2 separate regions of the Sus scrofa genome follow, and region 1 is linked to region 2. Evidence: chromatin contacts called from public Hi-C data. All regions are on one chromosome and are shown on one strand. Each heading gives the region's core, a stretch centred on a gene start, on an enhancer-like site or on the middle of the called end of the contact. The rest is flanking DNA. Distances are from core to core; before and after follow the strand shown.

Region 1 (4,112 bases), core at 1,542-4,041, 46 kb before region 2:
AAATCAAGGTGTCAGCAGGGCCACCCTCTCCTCAGAGACTCTAGGGGGGAATCTGTTATCTCTTCCAGTTTCTGGTGGCTGCCTGAATTCATTGGCTTGTGGCCACATCACCTCAATCTCTGCCTCTGTGGTCACATTGCCATCTCCTTTCCGGTTTGTTAAATCTGCCCCCCCCTTGTCTTTTTAGGGCCACACCCATAGCATACAGGAGTTCCCAGGCTAGGGGTCCAATCGGAGCTACTGTTGCTGGCTTATGCCACAGCCATAGCCACACAGGATCCAAGCTGCATCTTCGACCTACACTACAGCTTACCGCAATGCTGGATCCTTCACCCACTGAGCAAGGCCAGGCATCAGAGTCGCATCCTCATGGATACTAGTCAGGTTCATTACCGCTGTGCCACCATGGGAATGCCTGTTCTGATATTTTTTTTACAGTTTTTCTTTTTAAAGTTAAGGTTTTTAGCCAATCTGGAATTAACTTTTCTGAACTGACTAAATTAGGAATCTAATCCTTCCCCCCAAAAGATTCCCCAAACCATTTTAGGAAATAGTCCATCTCTCTCCCAGTGACTTGACATAACAGTTTTGTCATTTACTGATTCCCACAAACACCTAGGTCGAGTTTTGGATTTTTTTTTTCCGTACCATCGATGTAGTTTTCTATTCCTACTTGCATATTACAATGTTTTAATTACTAGAGCTTTGTCATATATTTTGAATCTGGTAAAATGATGCCTTCATCTTTCTTCTTCTTTTATAAAATTAGATACGCTTACATATTTAAGGCAACGTAGGAATTTTAACATCAGGTCCTCAAGTTCCATTTTTTAAATTTTTCAGGGCCACGCCTGAGGCATATGGAGGTTCCCAGGCCAGGGGTTGAATTGGAGCTGCAGCTGCCAGCCCATGCCACAGCCACAGCAATGCCAGATCCCAGCCAAGTCTGAGGTCTACACCACAGCTCACCACAACGCCAGGTCCTTAACCCACTGAGGGAGCAGGGCCAAGGATCACACCCACGCCCTCATGAATACTAGTCAGGTTGGTTACTGCTAAGCCACAAGGGGAACTCCAAAAAAATTTTTTTTATGAATGCACCCACAGCATATGGAAGTTCCCAGGCTAGGGATCAAATACGAACCACAGCTGCCACCTACACCACAGCGGTGGCAACACTGGAACCTTAATCCACTGTGCAGGGCTGCGGATCCAACCAGCACTTCCACAGCAACCTGAATCGCTGCGTGGCATCTTTAACCCACTGTGTCACAGTGGGAACTCCCCGTTTTGGAATTTGTATTGGTACCATATTGATTTTGTGAAAGATTAGTTTGGGGAAGAATTGTCACCTTTGTTATGTGGATGATGATGATATGTGTGTGTGTGTGTGTGTGTGTGTGTGTGTGTGTATGGGGACGTTCGTGTTTACCAAGTCGACTTGATAATAAGGGAAATAAGGGTGCCAATACAGAAAGGTACAAGGCAAATGGAAGTTCAGTGAAGTTCCCAGTGGTGCAACTGATGGGCATGGTCTTGGGATGCTGGGAAGAATTTAGGGAAGGTTGTTGGTCCTGGTGTTTTGTGAGTTGACTGTGCACCTGAAGGTGTGAGTGGGACCCTCCGCTGTGTGCAAGCCAACTTGCATACATTTAGCACACAGAGGAGCTCAATCAATGTTTGCTGTACCAGTGCACAAATGAGTGAATCAATTTTTTTATTTTTGTCTTTTTAGGGCCGCACCCGAGGCATATGGAGGTTCCCAGGCTAGGGGTCTAATTGGAGCTACAGCTGCCGGCCTCCGCCACAACCACAGCAACGCCAGATCCGGGGGGCGTCAGCGACCCACACCACGCTCACCGCAACACCGGATCCTTAACCCACTGAGCGAGGCCAGGGATCAAACCCGAAACCTCGTGGTTCCTAGTTGGATTCGTTTCCGCTGCGCCACGATGGGAACTCCTGAATCAATGAATTTTTGGAGAGGTTATTGTATACCAAAAAATCTGCTAGCACTATTCATAAATTACTTCTACTCCCTATAAAAATGTCGCCAGACAGGTATTAAGACCCCCATTTGACGGCCAAGAAAGCTGAGGCTCCGAGAGGGTAAGTCCCTTGTCCATATCCAAACCCAGTTCTGTATAACAACAGAAGTCATCCACCGAAGGGAGCGGATCTAATGTCCATCTTTCCACTCATTCAGCCATCCGTCAAGGATTTTACTAAGCACCTACAGTGTAGCACAACGACCTAGTACAACAACCGCTCTGAACAACAAAGAGCAGACGGAGCGCTTCCTGGAAGACCAGCTGGATCGCTGGACTGTAGGTACCGAGAGGGCAGGGTTTCTGGTGCGCAATTCAAGGGAACGTAGCTGCCTAGGCCTCAAGGCTTAGGCTTTGGCTTAGCAGGCACCGCTAGATCAAGGTTGGAGCGCGGTCTGGAGAGTGGATATTACGAATGCTGGCCGAGAGAGGGCGCGATTCCGCAGCTAGAAGCGTAGCCTGGAGAGCCTCCGCGCGCCGACCGGGCTTCAGTACGCAGGCGCAGAGGCCCTAAGGAGCGGCTTACTATCTTGCGGAGGGATAATTTGAGAAGAAGAGGCGTGACTCAATCAAATTACCTCTCATTGATTTGCCTCTCTCTGAGGGCGTGGCCTAGGTGCCCCCTTCTCGGAAAAAGGGCCTGCCGAATCTAGTCTTCTTTTGGCTTCGGAGGCGTAGCTTAGGGCGGGCCCTTGAAACATCCCTCGACGATTGGTCGTCTCACCCAGAGGGCGTGGCCCGGCGAGCTGTCTATCCATCATGCGGTCACTTCCTGTGGAGTTTCCCCAGCCCAGGGAGGAGGGGGAAGAGGACGAGGGGGAGGAAGGCGGTCGTCCGGGGTTAGGTTGGGGGGGGTGTCGGTCCGTTTAGGGCGGGGGATGACTCACGGCCCATCCCATCTCCCCGACGCCGCCCGCCGGCGCAGAGCTCGCTCCATGGCTTAGCGGAGGAGGCGGTGGCGAGCGGGGGAGGGGGACTCTTATTTTGTTGGGGGGACCGGGCCGAGGCCCGACCGGCCTGGCAGGGCTCGCCCGGGGCCGGGCGTCATGTCTCATGCGGCCGAGCCAGCTCGGGACGGCGTAGAGGCCAGCGCGGAGGGCCCTCGAGCCGTGTTCGTGCTGTTGGAGGAGCGCAGGCCGGCCGACTCGGCCCAGCTGCTCAGGTGCGGGGCCGCCTGGGACCGGTAGTGCTGACTGGGGTTCCCGGGGGCCTGATCTGGGGGCAGCGGGGGCCCAGGACTGTGATCGGAGGCCCTTGGCCTAGGCTTGGAGGACGTCGGGGCGCCCGACTTGGGGGGGGCACCTAAGGAATCTGGCGGTGGCCTGCTTGGACTGAGGCTTAAAGGAGTCGTGGAAGTACATTAAGAGAGGCCTTGTTCAGATTTGGGGGGCCCTTGACTGGGTCTAGAGGGACTGATTCTGTTGTGTCCACAAACTGGTCTAACGTCGCTGAACTTCAGGGACTGAGACTCTGATTAGAGGTTGAATTTGGGATTCTTGAGTCAGGTATGAGGAGAATGAATTTAAGGGGCCACTCTGTAAGTGAGGTACTGATTTTAAGGCTTCTTTTCCCCTCAGAGAGAGGGTCCTAGGAGTCAGAGGTGCTGTCTCAGGAGCTTGGTGACTCCCAGTGGCTGGTTGCTGGAGGCTGTGTTTGGGGAAACTTGACTCTGAAGGGATTTGGGGCTATCTCAGATATGCTGCGTGGGACCAGCCTTGGGAGTGTGTGCGAGTGCACAAGAAAAGCAACATTCATCAAGACTTGATCAGAATAATCCCTCCACTTGCCCACCCGTCCAGCTGGGTCAGATCCAAGGGATAGTGGGAAAGTCCTCTTCTCACACCCTCAACAGGGGCTTGAATGGGAGTCAGTCAGACAGACAGGCAATGGAGGTGGTGCTAACACTTAACTCATTGAAGGCCTCATCAGACCTTATTGGGGAACCCAGAGGAGGATCTTGTTCCTGAGGCCACCTGCCCTAGCCTCTCAGCCAGCCCTTTTCACCCCCTACACACACACACACACACACTCAGACACAGGTACTTTTTTTTTTTTTTATCTCGC
Region 2 (4,200 bases), core at 684-3,183:
TGGTTAGGTTGTTAAACACAATATGTTGACTATAGACCACCATAAGCCTACAGACAAAAGAAGCTGTAAAAAAGTACTGGCCTTGGAGTTCCTTTGTGGTGCAGTGGGTTAAGGATCGGCCTTGAAATTGCAGCAGCCCTGTTCACTGCTGTGGCACAGGTTTTAGGTTTGATCCTGGCGAATTGGGAATTGTCCACATGGCACAGCCAAAAATAAAAAATAAAAAAGGAATTGGCCCCTAGTTGGTAGATTAGTTGTGGTTTTTTTTGGCTGCACCTGCAGCATGCAGTTCTCTGGCCAGGGATGGAACCCACGCCCTAGCTATAACCAGAGCCTCGGCAGTGACAACACCAGATCCTTAACTCACTGAGCCACAGGGAACTGCTGGTAGACTTGTTTTTCCTACTCTTACGGGCGGGCAATTCTGGAATTACTTAATGTAGATTATATGATTACACAAAGAAGAAAATTTATTTTGGATAATGGGAGCTAGGTTTTTTCCCTGCCGGAGAAGGGATTTACAAATATGGAAAGTGAGAAAGCTAGAATGAATCTTGTATGGTTGGGCTGAAATGTGGTGTAGATTGCAGACTCGGCTTGGATCCCGCATTGCTGTGGCTCTGGTGTAGGCCAGTGGCTATGGCTCTGATTCGACCCCTAGCCTGGGAACCTCCATATGCTGTGGGTGGGGCCCTAAAAAGCAAAAAATAAATAAACATAAATAAATAAATAAAATGATGGTGGCATGTCAAAGGGACACAAAGCCAACTTGAAAGAGCTCCCACTGGCCAAATCTAGGACAATTTGAGCATCAAATGAAAAAATGATAGTTATTGATTATAAATCATTGAATAAAGTAAGAATTATGTCTGTACAGATAAAAATACATAAATGGGGAAGAAGAGAAAGCTTTTCCTTATGGTAGAATAATAACTAACAAATATGAAAGGAATGTTGATGTTAGAAAAATCATTGATGGATGCTGAAGCCAAGGGTTCAAAAATTTTATATATATATATAGAGAGAGAGAGAGAAAATGATAAAGAAAAGGTGGAAAAATGTAAACAATTGATGAATCTGGCATAAGGGTACAAAGAATTTCCTCGTACTGTTCTTGCTTTTCTGAATGCTTAAAATGGCATCAAAATTAAGTTATCCCTGCCAAAAGAAAGCTAAGGAAAATGGGGCGTATCCTAATACAAATACGTTGCCGCTTAACATGCTTTCTAATTTTTCTCTTTCCCAAATAAAAACTACTGCTTGCCTGACAGGGTTTGGAGAGGCTTATAAGCAAAAGAGAGACTTATAATGCATTTTAATACTTATTTGAATGTTCCTGGTGTTCTGCCATCCTATTTTTTGTTTGTTTTTTAAATGAAGATTTTTCGTTTGATTCACTGCCATTGTTTCCTCATAGGTATTTTATATTTATTAGTGGCTAAGCCCTTCACCTAACGACAGCAGCGTGTTAAGAAAATCAGTGTCAAAGCTTTAAAGAGGAAAAAAAAAAAAAAAAACGCCAGAGGCTTCAAAGGGGCGGGATTCCCTTATGGGGTCACCCGGAGGAGGGCGGGAACAAGATCAGCGCAAGGCTTCCGCTTTCATTAAGTCAACCATCCTCCTTAAAGGAGTACCGCGGAAGTGTCATTTTCGGTCGGCAAACACTTCCTTAGCGACGAGTCCACCGATGACACAGGGATGCCATAGTGTCGCATCACAATGGGTAGTCTGTGAGAGCTTAAAATCCAGATCAAATGACATAGGTTCTGGTAAAATATTACATTGCAATTCACCTAACCTGTCGGTTTCCTCCGCTTCTCTCAGTTTCCAAAACGCTGGACTTCCGGAGTAGACTTCTCCCCCTCTCTTCCTGCCCAGTGGTTTGGTCCGACCTTAATTCTAATGACAGGAGGGACAAACTGCGTCTGCGCAGAAAGCTGTAGGGGGGGTGGGGGGGAGGAACATGGCGCAAGCTCTGTCTGAAGAGGAGTTTCAGCGGATGCAGGTGCCGCTCACCGGGGAAAAGACCACCGGGCTAGGCGACAAGGGGGCGGGAAAGAGAGAAGTCGTGCCATGGGTCTGGGCAGGGGTTGGTTGGGATGGATCTTGAGTCTAAGGGGTTGGTCTGGGGAAGGGAAACTGAGGCTCCGAGTGCTGATACTACTGGATTCTGAGATCCTGTTGGGCTCTGAGGGGTTGGATTCTGTTAGCCTTGTGGGCGGAGGAGAGAGTCCTAGCGTGGGCGGTACCTTACTCAGACCTGGGGGGGACGAGACCTTTGGGCCCGTGCGGGGGACACCTGGGTGGGCGATGATAATGTTGGGCTTTGAGGGAAGGAGATCCTGAGAGGGCGAAACCATTTTGTCTGGAGAGGAAGGAAGCGGGCGTTGGGCTGTTTGCGTCATGGTGGGGGGAGCTCTGGAGAGGGCAATACCATTGCTGGTGGGAGGTGGACGTTTTTGTGGGAGATACCATTGTGTCAGGGGACAGGGGAAAGACCCCACATGTTGTCATTGTTCCTGGGAAATGGAGCTTCTGTGCGAGAGGGGTGTAGCGGATCCCAAGAGAGGGCAGTACCATTGGATGATGAGGCGTGATCCCATTAGGCCTGGGGTGAATGGGTAATACCATTAATCCTTTTTGGTGAGAGACCAGAGGAGGTGAAAGAGTGATCCCTTGCACCGCGTGGAGGGGACATCACTGCTCTGTAGGGAGGTACCCTAGCTGAGGACTCTGACCACTTGATTCTTTTGGGGGAGACTCTGAGGTGAGATGACAGGCCAAAGTGGGACCTTGTTGCGAGAGTTCCTAACTGGGGAAGACCATTGGGTTTAGTGAGTGGGGAGACTCTGAAAGGTAGAAACCTCTGGTAGGGTCCTGTGGAGGACAGGAGGGACTCCAAGTAAGGACAGGTCATCTGTTGGTCCTTGAATGAAGGAAACCAGTTGTTACTGTGTGAGGGACCCTGAGGGTGGAAGGGCGAGGTCATTGGACCATAAAAGGGGAAGGGCTCTGTAACTTGTGCAGGTATTCCGCGTAATCCAGTCGACCCACCCAAGGCCTTGTTTGGGGAAAAACCCTGAAGGATATAGGGCCATTCCATTAGAGGTCTCGAGGGGTATAGGGGACTCTTGAGTGAGGAAGATTGATTCCATTGGCCATGAGTGATGGGAAAACCATTGGGCTCTGATGGATAGGAACTTTTTTTTTCAGGGCCAAACCCATGGCATATGGAAGTTCCCAGGCTAGGGGTCGAATCAGAGCTACAGCTGCCAGCCTACACCTCAGCCACAGCAACGCCACATCCGAGTTGAGTCTGCGATCTACACCACAGCTCACAGCAACGCTGGATCCCGACCCACTGAGTGAGGCCAGGGATTGAATTCACATCTTCATGGATATCAGTTGGATTCGTTTTTGCTGCGCCACAATGGGAACTGCTGGATAGGGCCTCTGAAGTGGGTGCCAGCGGTGTTCCAGTTGGATCAGGACAAGGGAGACAGATCACAGAATCCGAGAGAGGACAGGGGCAAGAAGCTTCTATAGAGGTTCTGTGCTGTCTCCTTTAGTAGACCACCCCGGGATGGAGGCTGGCGCCATGGAAGAGAGGGAAAAGTCCTGGTGGAGTAAGGGATAGCGGTTCTGGAAAGAACTGACCTCAGTGCCCCGGAAGGGTAGTAAGGAGGGGTATGCTGTTTGGAATGGCCCATACATTACTTTTCCTCAATTTTTTTTTTTTTTAAGGCTGCACTTGTGGCATATGGAGGTTCCCAGGCTAGGGGTCGAATTGGAGCCACAGTTGCTGGCCTACGCCACAGCCACAGCCATGGGGGATCCAAGCCGCATCTGTGACCTACACCGAAGCTCATGGCAACGCCGGATCCTTAACCCACTGATCGAGGCCAGGGATCAAACCCGCAACCTCATGGTTCCTAGTCGGATTCATTTCCGCTGCTCCGCAACGGGAACTCCAACTTTTCCTCAATTCTTGAAAGGGGTCTGGACATATTTGGAGAGCCTTGTAGGTAGGGACCCTGGGCAGCCCCCTTTTACTCAGTGAGATTGGTCATAATCCGAGGCCCTCTTCCCTTGGGAAAGAGGGCAGAAGGCAATCCCTGGCCCCCTAGTCTGGCCAAGAGGATGGACAATGCCTCTGACAGAAGATAGAACAGTATTGGGTGTGTGATGAGGCAGCTGAGG

The links. A called contact is a pair of places that touch in the nucleus more often than the background predicts.
Region 1: a Hi-C map of skeletal muscle shows a contact between it and region 2, with 7 times the contacts expected there. The contact joins the promoter of TFE3 here to the promoter of GRIPAP1 in region 2. A contact is called at or near these places in 1 of 5 promoter capture datasets (liver), 11 of 47 Hi-C or Micro-C datasets (blood, brain, embryonic fibroblasts and 5 more) and 2 of 2 datasets of contacts at active chromatin or transcription factors (alveolar macrophages and skeletal muscle).

Annotation. Positions count from the first base shown.
Region 1 is chrX:43,115,056-43,119,167 of Sscrofa11.1, reverse strand. It overlaps TFE3 (transcription factor E3), which reads left to right and starts at 2,791. Exons shown (of 10, transcript XM_003135074.6): 1 at 2,791-3,210. The coding sequence starts at 3,095.
Region 2 is chrX:43,068,096-43,072,295 of Sscrofa11.1, reverse strand. GRIPAP1 (GRIP1-associated protein 1) reads left to right here and starts at 1,933. Exons shown (of 26, transcript XM_021080663.1): 1 at 1,933-2,005. The coding sequence starts at 1,964.